2 separate regions of the Triticum aestivum genome follow, and region 2 is linked to region 1. A link is a contact called in public Hi-C data. All regions are on one chromosome and are shown on one strand. The core of a region is the stretch at or near the end of the contact, and the rest is flanking DNA. Distances in the headings are between cores, read along the strand shown.

The links. Hi-C and Micro-C count contacts between places; a contact is called where the count stands out from the background.
Region 2: a contact with region 1 is called in a Hi-C map of leaf, with 4 times the contacts expected there. The contact joins the promoter of LOC123156393 here to the promoter of LOC123159595 in region 1. A contact is called at or near these places in 3 of 5 Hi-C or Micro-C datasets (all in leaf) and 1 of 1 datasets of contacts at active chromatin or transcription factors (leaf).

Annotation. Positions count from the first base shown.
Region 1 is chr7B:528,602,487-528,609,696 of IWGSC CS RefSeq v2.1, reverse strand. LOC123159595 (FCS-Like Zinc finger 5) reads right to left here and starts at 5,683. Exons shown (of 2, transcript XM_044577412.1): 1 at 5,320-5,683; 2 at 4,628-5,174. The coding sequence starts at 5,540. The coding sequence ends at 4,949.
Region 2 is chr7B:528,784,117-528,790,612 of IWGSC CS RefSeq v2.1, reverse strand. It overlaps LOC123156393 (probable serine/threonine-protein kinase PBL19), which reads left to right and starts at 5,241. Exons shown (of 4, transcript XM_044574522.1): 1 at 5,241-5,367; 2 at 5,612-5,984; 3 at 6,286-6,496. The coding sequence starts at 5,646.

The DNA.
Region 1 (7,210 bases), core at 4,434-6,933:
CACTGAGATATTTTTGAAATATCTGTAGTCCTTTTCTAAGTGCCATGAGCTCTTTACAGTGCATATGTCACTCTCAGCACTATAATTCATTCTTGCAAGCCAGCTGTCTTTGTAGCTGGTAGAGCTTTGAAGTTCCATTCTGAAGTACCTTTTGGCATCTAATTTCTGACCTGTTATTCATATTCTTGCTCTAGCGAATTAGACATGTTGTAGGATGCATGTTAGCAGCTGGTCGACTGGGAGGTAAGAGGAAAAGACACCATGCTCATTCAAGCATTGTCATATCCAAGCTATCTTTTCTAATGAAACCTCACGGGCCAGGCATAGGACGCAAAGTTGCAGAACTAATACTCCCTCCGATCCAAATTAACTGTCGCAGCTCCAGTACAACTAACTGCGACAGTTAGTTGTACTGGAGCTGCGACAGTTAATTTGGATCGGAGGGAGTAGTGTAATTCTTCCATGCCAGTTTTTTGAACCTGCTTGAAACTAGCTTGAACAAGGAAGCATCTTGACCTGGCCTTTGGGTTATAAGATCTACTGAGGTACATATTGCTTATTCACTTCAGTCTATATTCATACAAACATCTAAGAAAATAACCATTTTGTGGAGCAATCTTCCATGTGCTTGAATAATAGAAAGCTTTATGATTAGATTAAATGCACTTTTGAACAAATCTGAAGTGGACGATTATGACTGAACAGATTGTGTCTTATCATCTTTCCTTCTGGGCTGGAGATTGTTGTGCTCTTTCCGTTTCCCTTTTTTTCTTTTATGCCCTGTCTTGATCCTGAATCGACATGATTGCCATGCTTTGTACTCCCTCCGTTCCTAAATATATGTCTTTCTAGGGATTTCAACAAGTGACTACATACGGAGCAAAATAAGTGAATCTACACTAAAATATGTCTATATACATCTGTATGTGGTATTCCATTTGAAATCTCTGAAAAGACTTAGAGGCAGTTTGGTTCGAGGCCTGGACACTATGCCTGAAGAGGACTCGTGCCTGGATCCAGCCTGAATTGTTGAAAAAATTTGCCTGGCAAGGCTAGCCTCGTGCGAATGCGTTTGGCTTGCATCCTGGCAGTGCAGCTACTTTGCAGTATGATTAGTACATAAAAGATCCCATCCCCATTCCATGTACGCAAAAGAAATGGGCACTTATAGGCGCCGGCGCACCGGCCCAAACTTGGGCCGGTCACACCCTGCCCATTCGATTATTCGCTTCGAGCCGTTCAGATCTGATTCCTTCGTCCCTAACCTTCCACCCCCACACAGCAAAAACAAAAGCAGGCTCCAAGCGCAGCGTGGCTGCCCGCCTCCACCGTCTCAGGCCGTCCTTCCTGGTTCACTTACTCGCCTCCGCCATCTCCGGTCGTCCTTCCCGGTCCACGTCCTTGCCTCCGCACATAGATCGTTGTAGCTTGCTGCCGCCATGGTTGGAAGCATCTCTGTTTCGGGGTTACATCAATTTTTTGGCTGGTTGTAGCTCACCTTCTCACCCCCCAACCATGGCCCGCCATCTTTGCCGGTTGCATCTCACCGCCGTCGCATCTCGCCGCCGGAAAAAAGCCGATGCAACTCCCATCTGTTGGTCCCCATCGCTGTTGAAGCAAAAAAAGGCGCCCGTCACAGCTATCCTAATTACCGGTTCCAGCAAAAGACCGACGATGCATCTCCCCATCATGCAGCTACCATCGCTGATTTGTAGCAAAAAAATACATGGGGTTCCAGCAAAACAAAGAACGCTGGTAGCAATACATTGCGAAACAAAATGGACGCTGTCCCCAGCAAAAAGTCAAAAACTTCGGTGGTAGCAAAAAATCAAAAACTTCGATTGTAGCAAAAATCGACGACGGTTCCAACAAAATCCAAAGACAGTAGTAGCAAAAATAGGTGCCAGTTCCAGCAAAAACTAAGACAATGGTAGCAAAAAAATCATCTGGTTCCAACAAAATTCAAAGACAGTGGTAGCAAAAATGGCGCTGGTTCTAGCTAAAACCAAAACAATGGTAGCAAAAAAATGAGCAACGGATCCAGCAAAATTCAGAGACGATGGTAGCAAAAAGATCCTCTTGTTCCAGCAAAAAACACTCAAATTGCGGATACTAGCAAGAAAATGTCGCCGATACCAGCAAAAAAAGAAACCGGATGAAGCAAAATTTGTCGCTGGTTGCTGCTCCCACCGAGGCTGGTTCCAACATCTCGTCCACCCATTGTAGCACGACGTGGCCATCGTCCCCGGCACAGCGGCCTGGGCTTGCAGCACCAACAACTTATGGTTCCAGCTTCAGATGAGGACAGTTGCAGCACCACCCCTTGCCGGTTCCAGCACCACCCCCGGGTTGGAGCTCAGACCATGGCGTGGCGGCTGGCGCGGCACCGGCCAAGCAACCAATGGGCAGCACCTCGTCAGATCTATGATGGATTGGTTTTGTGATGAACCATGACATAAAGGAGGATGAAAAAGCTATGGGAGAGATGAGGGTGGGAAAGAACACGGAAGAACCCGAGTAGCACTCGTAGCGCCAGGGCTGCGGTGGTGCTCGGCGCTGACCACTACGGAGATGAGGAAAGCCATGGGATCCGGTGGGGAAGAAAAGAAATCAGTGGATGGCGTTGTCTCACGGGAGAAGATAAGTGCGGTGCGCGTGGGCCCTTTGGGAAGCACGTGGATGTGAAAGAGAGTTAGCACGTGGGTCGTTAGCTGTTTTGTGGCCGTATGATTAGCTCAAATCGAGCGGCCAATGCGCGACCGGCGGAACACTCGGCCGGTTCGCCGGCACTAAACGTTTCCCAAAAGAAATAGTATAATATTCCCAGGCACGGCACCAGGCGCACCCAGGCGTCCCTCTTCCAACGCCTGGTCCAGGCTAAGTAGGATGTCTAGTTTATACTCCAGGCTAATCAAGTTGTCCCATCAACAGGCCAGGCTAGCACTCAATTTTTTAGGCATGAACCAAACACTATCCAGGCACACCTCAGGCATGCTCCAGGCCAGGCATGATTGAACGTGGACACGATCCAAACTGATCCTTATATTTAGGAGCAGAGGGAGTACTTATTTGTTTCCTCCTTTCTCTGTTACCATTGTGTTTCTAGCTCATTTAACATATGGTTTTGAACATCTTGCACATGTGTATTATTTGCAAGTGCTCTAACAAAAAGAGTTATACACATGCCACCGGAAGTTGAGAAACTACTGGTATGGTGGGATCATCGAAATCTGTCTGTGCAGAAGGTGTCATTGAGTCCCAGAGTCGAAATCTTGTAGCTCTTCCACGTAGTACTCGAAGAACGGGTCTGCCGCCAAATGGAGGTCACTCACAAGTGACAAGTCCCTCTCTTAGGGGTGATAAGATCAACTGCTGCTGCATAAGAGAAGGTAGCATAGAATAAAGTGCAATTTGTTGTCAAGTAGAATTCCATCGCTCTCTACCGTCGTGGCGCTCTCACCGGTCGCCCCTCTCCTTTGCAAGCACTTGTTCCAACATTCATAGGCTCTCCTGTCCTTCTCAGGCGTGAGCTTGATGCCTTGGAGGGCCTACGACTTTGCTCTTTACTTGCTGTCACACTCCAGCTCTTGGAATATCTCCAGTGGCATGTCACTACTGATTATTTATTCGGTCGCGTGTGGGATTGTTGATGGCTCCGTTGATTTTAAACCCAGAACCATACACCATACATCATATCTTAAAGTAGAATTGAATCAAGCATCATGGCCTTTATTTATGTCTTAGTAGTTCATTATTTTTCTGTGTGTTCCCATTCTCTCCTGCCACTGGTTCCAGGAATATGTTAAGTAGCTGATTCTGGATGTTGCATGATTGGTTTGCGAATTTTAATTTTTGTCCCGGGAAAAAGTTTGCCAATAGGCGCGCTCGGGTGTCGCCGATAGTTACTGCCACTTGTTCCTGTTGCCCTCCTGTATAAAAGGGCAAGTTGGGCGGTCATTTATGTCTGTTTTCCAATTGAGAGGCTGACAGGCGCAAATCAAGAAAAAAAGTTCCACCTAAGGATTTTCCTTTGTAATAAGAACTGAAAGGGAGATGGAAAGATATGTTGTTTCGGTGATCTGATCACCGAGATCGGAGTTGCTAACTCATGTAAGATGTTCCCTGGCGCATGAGCATGACAGCAATGAAGCGCAACACATAACAAAGTTATAGAGTAGCCATTTGGATAGGAGTGTAGGTCACAGTAAAGGCGCAACAAAGAAACAACTTTCATCCAAAGTAGATGAAAATGATTGATTTACAGGAATTTATTTGCACATCTCTCCTGGTGGGAAGTTTTCTTCCTAAGAACCAAATTTCTGCAAATATCTTGTGAAGAATCTACGGTCCAGAGAGCGACATGATGGACGCTCTTATGTAAATATTTATGCAGTTTTATCTTAAGAAAAGTCTCATTGCGAACATGTATCAGAGCGACAGAGCCTACAAGGCATCGCTAGAGGCACTCTGAAGTTTTTTTAAGAAAATTATTAGAAAAACACAGTGGTGCCAATTACTACTATGGATCCGGTCCTGTAGGTTTCTTCTTGTAACATAAGCTCGGAGAAGGATACGTCTACTACTGATGCAGAAGACTAGCATACACAGGAAGAAGCAGGGTATCATATCATTGAGAAGAAGAACACACGCTCAGATTAACGTGTCCCGAAGAAGACTCGAAAGCTAAGCTTGATCGATGAACTCCAGCTAGTACTATGTAGAGCTGATGATCCACTTTAGCATACACAGCAATAACATGCAGGAAAACATTTTGAGATCCATGACTCAACTATACATCTCTCCCCTCTTGCTTGTTGATAGCATTCGGACGAACTGCTGTTATAATCAGTTCGTTTTTTAGCCACCTAGCGATCTATAGCCAAGGAAGATCGATCCATGGTGCATGCGCAGCCGATACGTGCACGAGCGCGCCGACGAGCATACGGTGTTAGCTGGCGGCCACGGGAGTGCGCGCCACCGCGCCGAGGTTGGCGATGGTCGGCCGGCGGTGCACCATCGACGCCGTCGTCGCGCCCGCCGCCTCGCGGCGCGCGGTGCCGGCAGCCTGCTCGGCCGCGGCCTGCTTGCGGTGCCGGCGCGCCGCCGCGTGGAGCGCCTCGTCCATGGCCATCTGGTCCTGCCTGCACTCCTCGCCGCAGAACGCCGCGTCACCCCTGCACAAACCAACGCCCGCATCAGCACCAAGAATCATCACCTGTGAAGTTGTGATCTTCTCGCCGTGGAAATAAAAGAGAATCAATTGCGGTTGCAGGCTGCAGCAGTAGGCAGTAGCGCTAGATGAATTTAGCTTGCTCGTACTTGTACATGAAGATGTCGCGGTCGCGGGAGATGCTCCTCTTGCAGAGGAAGCACGAGTCGAGGAAGTGGTGGCGGGCAGCAGCGCCCGGCTTCACCCGGAAGAACCTCGACGCCACCATGACGTACCGCTCCTCGTCCCCCTTGACGGCCGTCGCAGCCATCAGCAGCGAGGACGACGACGAGAGCGACGCCGCCGCTGCGGTGGAGGCGACCTCTCCCATGTGTATGCTCGCGCGCGCGTGGCAGGCACGGCCGCCGTTGCTCCTGAGAGGAGAGTGATGCGTGCGTGCGTGCGTGCGTGCTCGGGTGGTGCGCCTGGGCACGCTTGCTTGTTAGTTTGGCGGATGGAGGTGACCGGGCCGGGGTTATATACGACGGAGGGCACGGAAGCCAGCCCGCTTTTGTCTGTTTGCATGCGTGCCGTTGGTTGTGCTCCGTGACGAAACCATGGGTGGTAGGAGAGGAGTGTGAGGGAACCTGTTGGCTGGCCGGGAAGTCGATGGCCGGATCGAATCAAATCAATCATGCAGCCATGGAGAGGGGCCAGATACCTGACCGGCAACTTTTCTTTCCCCTGAAACTCTCAGTCCATCAGTTAACAAGCGTTTTATCTGCCCTGCAGGCAGGCTGCAGTGCAGTGATCAAAATACTTGTTAACTTTGGTTTTGCCTCCTGGCGCACGTGCATTGTTAGTCATCCCTGAATTCTTCCGGTGGAAGCTGGGATCTTTCCAGGGTGGTGGCCTGGTGGTGCGATCTTCTGGCGCCGAATCCGGCGTATGAAATCCAGCTCTCTGGGTCCGGGGGCGGTGGACGGGCTGACGGGCACAGCGGCCAGATTAGTAGTCTCGTTGGTTTCTCCGTCGACCGCGCGCCTAGAATCTGTGGAACGGGAAGAAGTGAAGCAGGTGTACGCCGAGCATTGTGGCTGTGATCATGACCGGAGCGGGCAACTAACTAGAATATGATCAGGGCTGAAAATGAAGTGATTTGTTTTTGGTTTTTGCGTGGGAAAATGAAAATGGAGAGGGAATGTGGAATTGAACACCCCCCCCCCCTCCCCCCCACAACTTCTTCTTGAGTTGGCAATGGCATCCTACCCAGGATTCGTGGGAGGGGCGCTCTGGTGCGTACCTCACTGTATGCGATGATGCGGCAATATTTATGCCCCATCAAAGGTGACATTGATAATCTCGCTGGCATCATGAGAGGATTTGGAGATGTCACGGGCCTATGTACTAACTTTCACAAGAGCTCGGCGGTGCCTATTCTATGCGATCATATCAATCTTGAGCAAATTGTGCGAAGCTTACAGGCCACAAAAGCCTCCTTCCCAATGCGTTATTTGGGGTTGCCCCTATCTGTTTTGTGCCTTAAAAAGGTGGATCGTCTCTGGCACCTCGTGGACAAGTTTGTAGGAAAGGTAGTCACTTGGTAGGTTCAAAACATAATCTTCATTGGTCGCACGGCCCTCGTCAAGCCGGTGATCACCTCCCAAACCACTACTTTATCACACCGCTTGTAGTTTCGTCGGGCATATTCCACGACATCAACAAGCTCGAACGAGCTTTCATTTGGTCTGCTTCAGACAAGACGACCGAAGAAAAATGCAAGGTCAACTCAAAGGCGGTTTGTCAACCTTCAGAGTATGTTGGATTAGGTGTGCTCAATACCGACAAATTCATGCGTGCTCTTAGGTAACCTTGGCCTTGGTATAAATGGAAAGAGACTTCCAAGTTTTGGGTAGGGATGGGAAACCCATGTGATGAGGATGATCCCAACTTCCTCTATGCTTCTTCCACCGTCTCCACCGGCAATGGTGCGAAAACACCATTTTGGAGCTCGTGTTGGCTTCTTGGTCGTAAACCCATGGATATTGCACCTCTTATCTT
Region 2 (6,496 bases), core at 3,992-6,491, 180 kb before region 1:
ATCTCGTACTCCCTCTGTTCTTAAATATAAGTTTTTGTAAAGATTTCACGGTGGACCATTTACGATTTTGCTCAGTATGTAATTCATGATGGGATCTCTACGAAGACTTATATTTAGGAACAGAGGGGTACTATAACCTGAAAAAGACTCGCCAGATTAGAAAATCTTTTAGCACAAAGACAAAAGGCTAAACAATGGGCACGGCGAGGAGAAAGCGCCAACCCGCCAACCCTTGGAAACAAGAGGATTGATCGTCGCCGTGCATGGCATGCTCCGCTGGTCTCTCCCCAAAGGATCAGCGCGGAAGGGGATCAACAGCTCGGTCTTTGTCCTCGTCGGAACGCGCCGCGTAAGTCTCCCCGCCCACTTGATCACCGTGACTCTCCACCGGCACAGTGGCCGTGCATTGCTACGAGAAACGTAACGCGCACACGCTCGTTGGATGAGTTCTCGACTTTTCGTGTGTTGCTTGCAGCGAGGGTTCTGCGGTGAAGCCGGAGTCGCTTGCCCGGGAAGAAGTGAGGGGGGATCAAATTTTTCTGACGCCCTTGCCGGTGTTCCTCTCTTCGGAATTGTGTATGGGGTCTCTATGGGAAGCCAGATTGACCGGGAGCCCTGTTTTCGTGGGCATGATGTGTCGATTTTCACCCGATTTGTCGTTCTCTTCTTCTTGATCTAAGGATTGAGCCTTAAGGGCTCTGGTTTTTCTAAAAAAATTGCCAACCGCCGCGCGCCGGTGCTCCGCCGCCATCCATTGGCATACATCCATGAGATGAGCGATGGCCTAACAAGACTGCCATAGGCTGGCAGCTCATAAGTTTCTTTCACCAGGTTGGCACGTTTGTTTGTTGGTTTGCCTCCGCCGTTGGAAACAAACACGGACTGCCACCATCTTTGACCGCTTCTATTCCATCCATCCATCGGAGCATCTTTGCACCATAGATTAATGCCCATCGACGAAAGGGGTCTTGCTGCCGGTGTCGCCGCATTCATACTTGTCGCCAAGAAGAGAGCACGGTGATCAATCGGTGGGGTCTGCAAGTGTGCATTCTGACGGTGACTTGGCTGAGATAGAGGTTAGGACGTTGGGTCCAGCTGGTCATGGGCAGACGGTGACTTGTGTGGAAGAAATACACTGAGATCATTTCAAGGCGAGTTCATTGTCTGGACCTCTTCCCACGGATTAGAATTTGGTTTCAAAACAGACGCGGTGGAAACAAAGAATTAATCCTCTGTATGTGGCACCAGCGTCAGTATGTGGTCATTATATGACGGGCGTCGATGACTCCGGGCATCATTTTTTCAGTTAGCTCGCGAATCCCCTCCCCGAGGCGCTCCCGCAGGCGCCCCTGGGAGGAACCCTAGCGCCGCCCCCGTCGCCCCCTTCGCCTCAACCCCCTTCCTCGCCACCGCCTGGGGCGTCGCCGGCCAAAGGCTGTGTGGCGTTGGCGGCGGCGGGGCGGCTCTCTCCCGCACGGAGTTGGGGACTCCGCGGGGCGTTTTCATCTGCCTGGTGGTTCCGGGCGTCGGGCTGCCCTGCCTCGGCTCCTTCTCCCCCTCTCGGCATCCCTCGCTGGCGCCGCCTCCTCCCCTCCGTGGTGGTGGGTGGTGGGGGATGGATCTGGGATCTCTACCCAGATCCGGTGGATGGTGGGGTTGTGTTGGCAGCGGTGGCCGGCGGCCCAGGCGTGGCGGCGGCGAGTCTCGCGGCCTTTGGGCATCGTGGAGGTGCCAGCGACGACGAGTGCTTAGCCTGGTGGTGGCGGCGGTCGTGCATGGGAGTTGGATTCCTTCGAACAAATCTGGGTGAAAACTTGCTTTCGGCTATTACCAAGACCGGTGGTGGCGGCGCTATCTGCATCGTTCTCTTCTTGAAGGCATCGCCGTGGAGAAGTTTAAGGCCACTCTCTGCTACCTCCGGGGAAAACCTAGATCGGATGATCGGATGACGGCGGCACTCTAGCGTCGTTCCCCTCTTTGGGGCGTCATTCTTGGAGGTACACATGTGATCGAGGGACCAGAGAACGGATTCTTTGGTGGAGGGGTGCTTCATCTCACTTATTGATGACGGCGGATCTCGGCGGCATGGCGCTGTAGTGACTCGGCGTCCGGTGCGCGGAGATGGACTCGCGCAGGAGGGTGACGCGGTCTGGCGTCGTGGTGGCGTCGACGGCAGCTAGACCGGACAAGATAGATGCAGCAGTACAATTCTGAAGATGGATTGGTGGCAGGTGGCTGCGGCGGCCTCATTTCCGACAGGCGTCCTGGTTGAGAAGTGCGCCGGAGCGGTGGGTGCCCCATACCCGGCAGGCGTCCTGGATGGGACCTCAGGTCTTAGATGGTAGGTTTAGCTGCGAGGTCTGTCTGGTATTAGGCCCAGACTATCAGCATCTCTTCATCAATTGGATAGGAGTAGCGACAGATGTTGGCTAGACGATGACTTTAATCTTACTGTTGTATTACTTTGTAAGGTCTTATGTGAACAATCAACAAAATGCCTCCATGCATTATCCAGATGCAAAGGCCGGGGATCTTCCTTCATTTCTAAAAAAATGTGGCACCAGCGTGGTCGACGGTTCAACATCTGGGATTGATAAACACCATATTCATTTTATACAAAAACTAAAATCTATGAACCAAAGAGGCGTGTTCATCTAAGTGAAGCTCTAAACATGTACTCCCTCCGTTTTTATTTAGTCCGCATATTAGTTTTGGTTAAAGTCAAGCTTTATAAGCTTTGACAAAGTTTATAAATAAAACATTAACATATATAATAACAATTCAATACCATTAGATTCATTATTGAATGTACTTTCACATCATTTTGATTTTTTATGATAAATATTTTTTTATATAAATTTGTTCAAACTTTATGAAGTTTGACTTCAGTCAAACCTTATGCAGAGTAAATAAAAAACGGAGGAAGTAAATATGTAAGAGGGAATTCCTCATTTGACACTAGATTAAAATGTGTTTCTCTTCTATATTTGACACGTCCTCTACTTTTTTTGCATGTCCGATATCTTCCATATTTGGGTAAAAAAAAAGAAACGACTAGGCAGCAGCCGAGGCCAACTTCAGCGCGCGATCCCATCCCATCCGTCCTAATTCGTTTGGAATAGAACGGACGAATAGCGCGGCCCAATGTGTGGCCCCAAACGGACAAATGTCCGGTTTTTGTCCGTTTTCGACCCATTTCCGGCCCAAACATGTGCCGTGTTTGGGGTGAAATAGACATCACGCGGACGGGCTGGACGCACGCCTTGTCCTCCCCGTGGCCCGCCTGTCGGGAACACTAGCACTCCATTCACTTTCAATGCCTCCACCTGTCCTCCCCTGCCCCACCCCGCCGCCAGCGTCGTCATTATTCTCTGACCGCCTCCTCACTACTCACCCCCGGTCCGTCCATACCAAATCACGTCTCGACATGGCCGCCACCACGCCTACGCTTTCGTAAGAGTTTTGGCCGTCGTTTGGAGGAGTTTTGGCCGTCGTTGTCGTAGACGATGTCAGAGGGGATACGAGCGCCGGAGACGGCTATGGACCACGACAGCTTCCGTCGGGTGCTCTAGAGCGGCCTGTAGTCGGCCGCCAAACGCCCCTGCTGCATCGAGGTGATCATAGCGGCCTCTTTGCCACCGCGACCGCAAGGTGTTTGACATTTTGCCCACAAAAGTATGGACAGTGGAGATGAATTTTTCTTCAACCACTTCATTTATTCATCGGATGATTCATCCTCGGATGACGAAGATCTTGTGGTGGCTGCACTGGTCGTTCATGACCACATTGAACGGCAGCGGCCTCGGTACAGGGGTCAGCCCCTCGCCGTGCTCCCAACCTGAACCGCAGCAGAGAGAGAGAGAGACTACGCCCTGCTCTATGTCGATTACTTTGCGAATACCCCGCTCTTCAAACCGGATAAATTCCGTCGTCGTTTTCGTATGGCAAGGCATGTGTTCAATCGTATTCGAGAGGCAGTGGTTGCTCATGACCCATTCTTCAAGTGCAAAACGGATGCCCTTGGCAAGCTTGGATTCTTCTCTTACCAGAAATGCACCGCGGCCATCCGCATGCTTGCATATGGAATTCCAGGCGATCTGGTGGATGAGTACGTGCGCATGAGTGAGACCACGGTTCTGCTGTCACTGTACAACTTTTGCAAGGCCATGGTGGTAGTGTTTGGCCCTGATTACTTGAGGCAGACAAATGCCACTGATACAGAAAGGCTGTTGGCGATCAACGCCGATAGAGGCTTTCAAGGCATGCTTGGCAGCATAGATTGTATGCACTCGGAGTGGAAGAACTGTCCATTTGCTTGGCAGGGCCAATACAAGGGGCATGTTAAAGCGTGCACTGTCATATTAGACGCGGTGACTTCACAAGATCTTTGGATATGACATTCTTTCTTCGACATGGCAGGTTCTCATAATGATATCAACGTGATGCAACGTTCTCCAATCTTTGCAACGCTTGCAGAATGTCGTTCCCCACGAGTCAACTTTGAGATCAATGGCTGCCACTACAACAAGGGATACTACCTAGCTGATGGTATATATCCTCAGTGGTCAACTTTTATAAAGACAATCTTGAACCCCCAAGGTGAGAAGAGACAGAGATTTACCCAAATGCAAGAGAGTGCTACAAAGAATGTGAAGCGTGTTTTTGGTGTGCTTCAATCCCGATGGGGTATCGTTCGAAACCCTGCACTGACATGGGATGAGGGAAGCTTTGGGAGGTGATGACTGCTTGTGTGATCATGCACAACATGATCATCGAGGACGAGCGTGATAATAGCATCTTCGACCAAGGATTTGATTTTCAAGGTGAAAATGTTGAGCCCCTGCACCAAGATCCGGCCATGTTTGGACACTTTACTCAATTTCATTGTGAAATGCGTGATTGTCACACTTATTTGGAGCTTCAAAATGACTCGGTTGAGCACATGTGGAATCACATTTGCAACCAATAGATATATTGGTTCATTACGTTTATTCAAGACAATTTCAATTTAGTTGTAAAATTATTTTATTCGAGACAATTTTGATTGGGTTTCAAACATTGATGAATATGAATATATATGGGCATATTTGGCCGTGACAGAGTCAAAGGATGCGTCCGTATGTTAAGCGCATGGCCAGTGCATTTTAGAAAAGTTGGAACACGATTCAGTTGCCTTATTCAAACGAACAGAATCCAAGCAAAACGGACGTAAGTTGCCCTGATGTACAGCTGAGCAGGAACCGGGTGTGCGTCTCATCTGACGTGGCGGTGTGGGCATATATCTTGGCGTTCGCGGCGCAACCGCACACCAACGCTGGCAGTGCGTCACCACGAGGGCGAGGGCGGCCGGGTCCGTTGACCGTCGACGTACGTATCTCCTCTCGATTCCCCGCATGATCCATGGCGGTTTTTATATATGTTGATGCGTCTCCCATGCCGCGCGTTTCCACGCACCCGCTTGTCTTTGCCAAAGCTAAATCTGCTTCCTCTTGATTCAGCCCACTAACCTCCTTCGTTTCCCTCTGTGTCGCCGTGCCGGAATTATTCGGTTTGGTCTTCCTCAGTTCCTTCTGACCCTGTTCTTCTTGGACTGCTTCCCCTCCATGGACAGCTAGCCCCTCCTGAGAACCCCGCGGATTGAATTGATGGGGTGCTTTGCGTTCAAGAGCGGCAAGAGCCGTCGGCGCCCTGCTGGCGGCGGAAAGCCGCCGGTGGAGCCTAAGCCGGACGGGCCGAAGCGGAGCAAGGCGTCGTCGTCGGCGTCGACGCCGACGAGGAGCATCCAGGAGCTCTCGGAGGAGCGGGGTGCGGCGGGGCTCCGCGTGTTCGGCCTGGAGGAGCTCGGCAGCGCCACCAACGGCTTCAGCCGCGCGCTCAAGATCGGCGAGGGCGGCTTCGGCTCCGTCTACCGCGCCTTCTTCCGCTCCGCCGCCGGCGGCCGCGTCGTCCTCGCCGTCAAGCGCCTCAACCAACGCAGCTTACAGGTCAGAAACCTAAATTCTTCGAGAATTGCTCCTAGTAGAAATCTTGAGCTCCATGACGAACTCAGAACCTTAGCATAGCAATAAACATATCCACCGGGGACAAGGACGCCCACTCATGTCACCTTCAATGAGAATTCGCAGAGCTCAACCACCACGTGAACTTCGGTGCAGGCTCCACACCCGATCGGGACAGCATCACACTACTCAAATTAAATTGTACTCCTGCACTAGTAGAATTCATTCATAATCATTAATCAAGCATCTTGTAATCTTTTATGGGGATTTCTGATGATGATTTCAGGGGCACAAGCAGTGGCTTGCTGAGGTGCAGTTCCTGTGCGTCCTGGAGCACCCGAACCTGGTGAAGCTCGTCGGCTACTGCGCGGTGGACTCGGAGGCGGGCAAGCACAGGCTGCTGGTGTACGAGTTCATGCCCAACAAGACCCTGGACGACCACCTCTTCAGCCGAGCCCACCCGCCGCTCCCCTGGAGGACGAGGCTGCAGATCATGG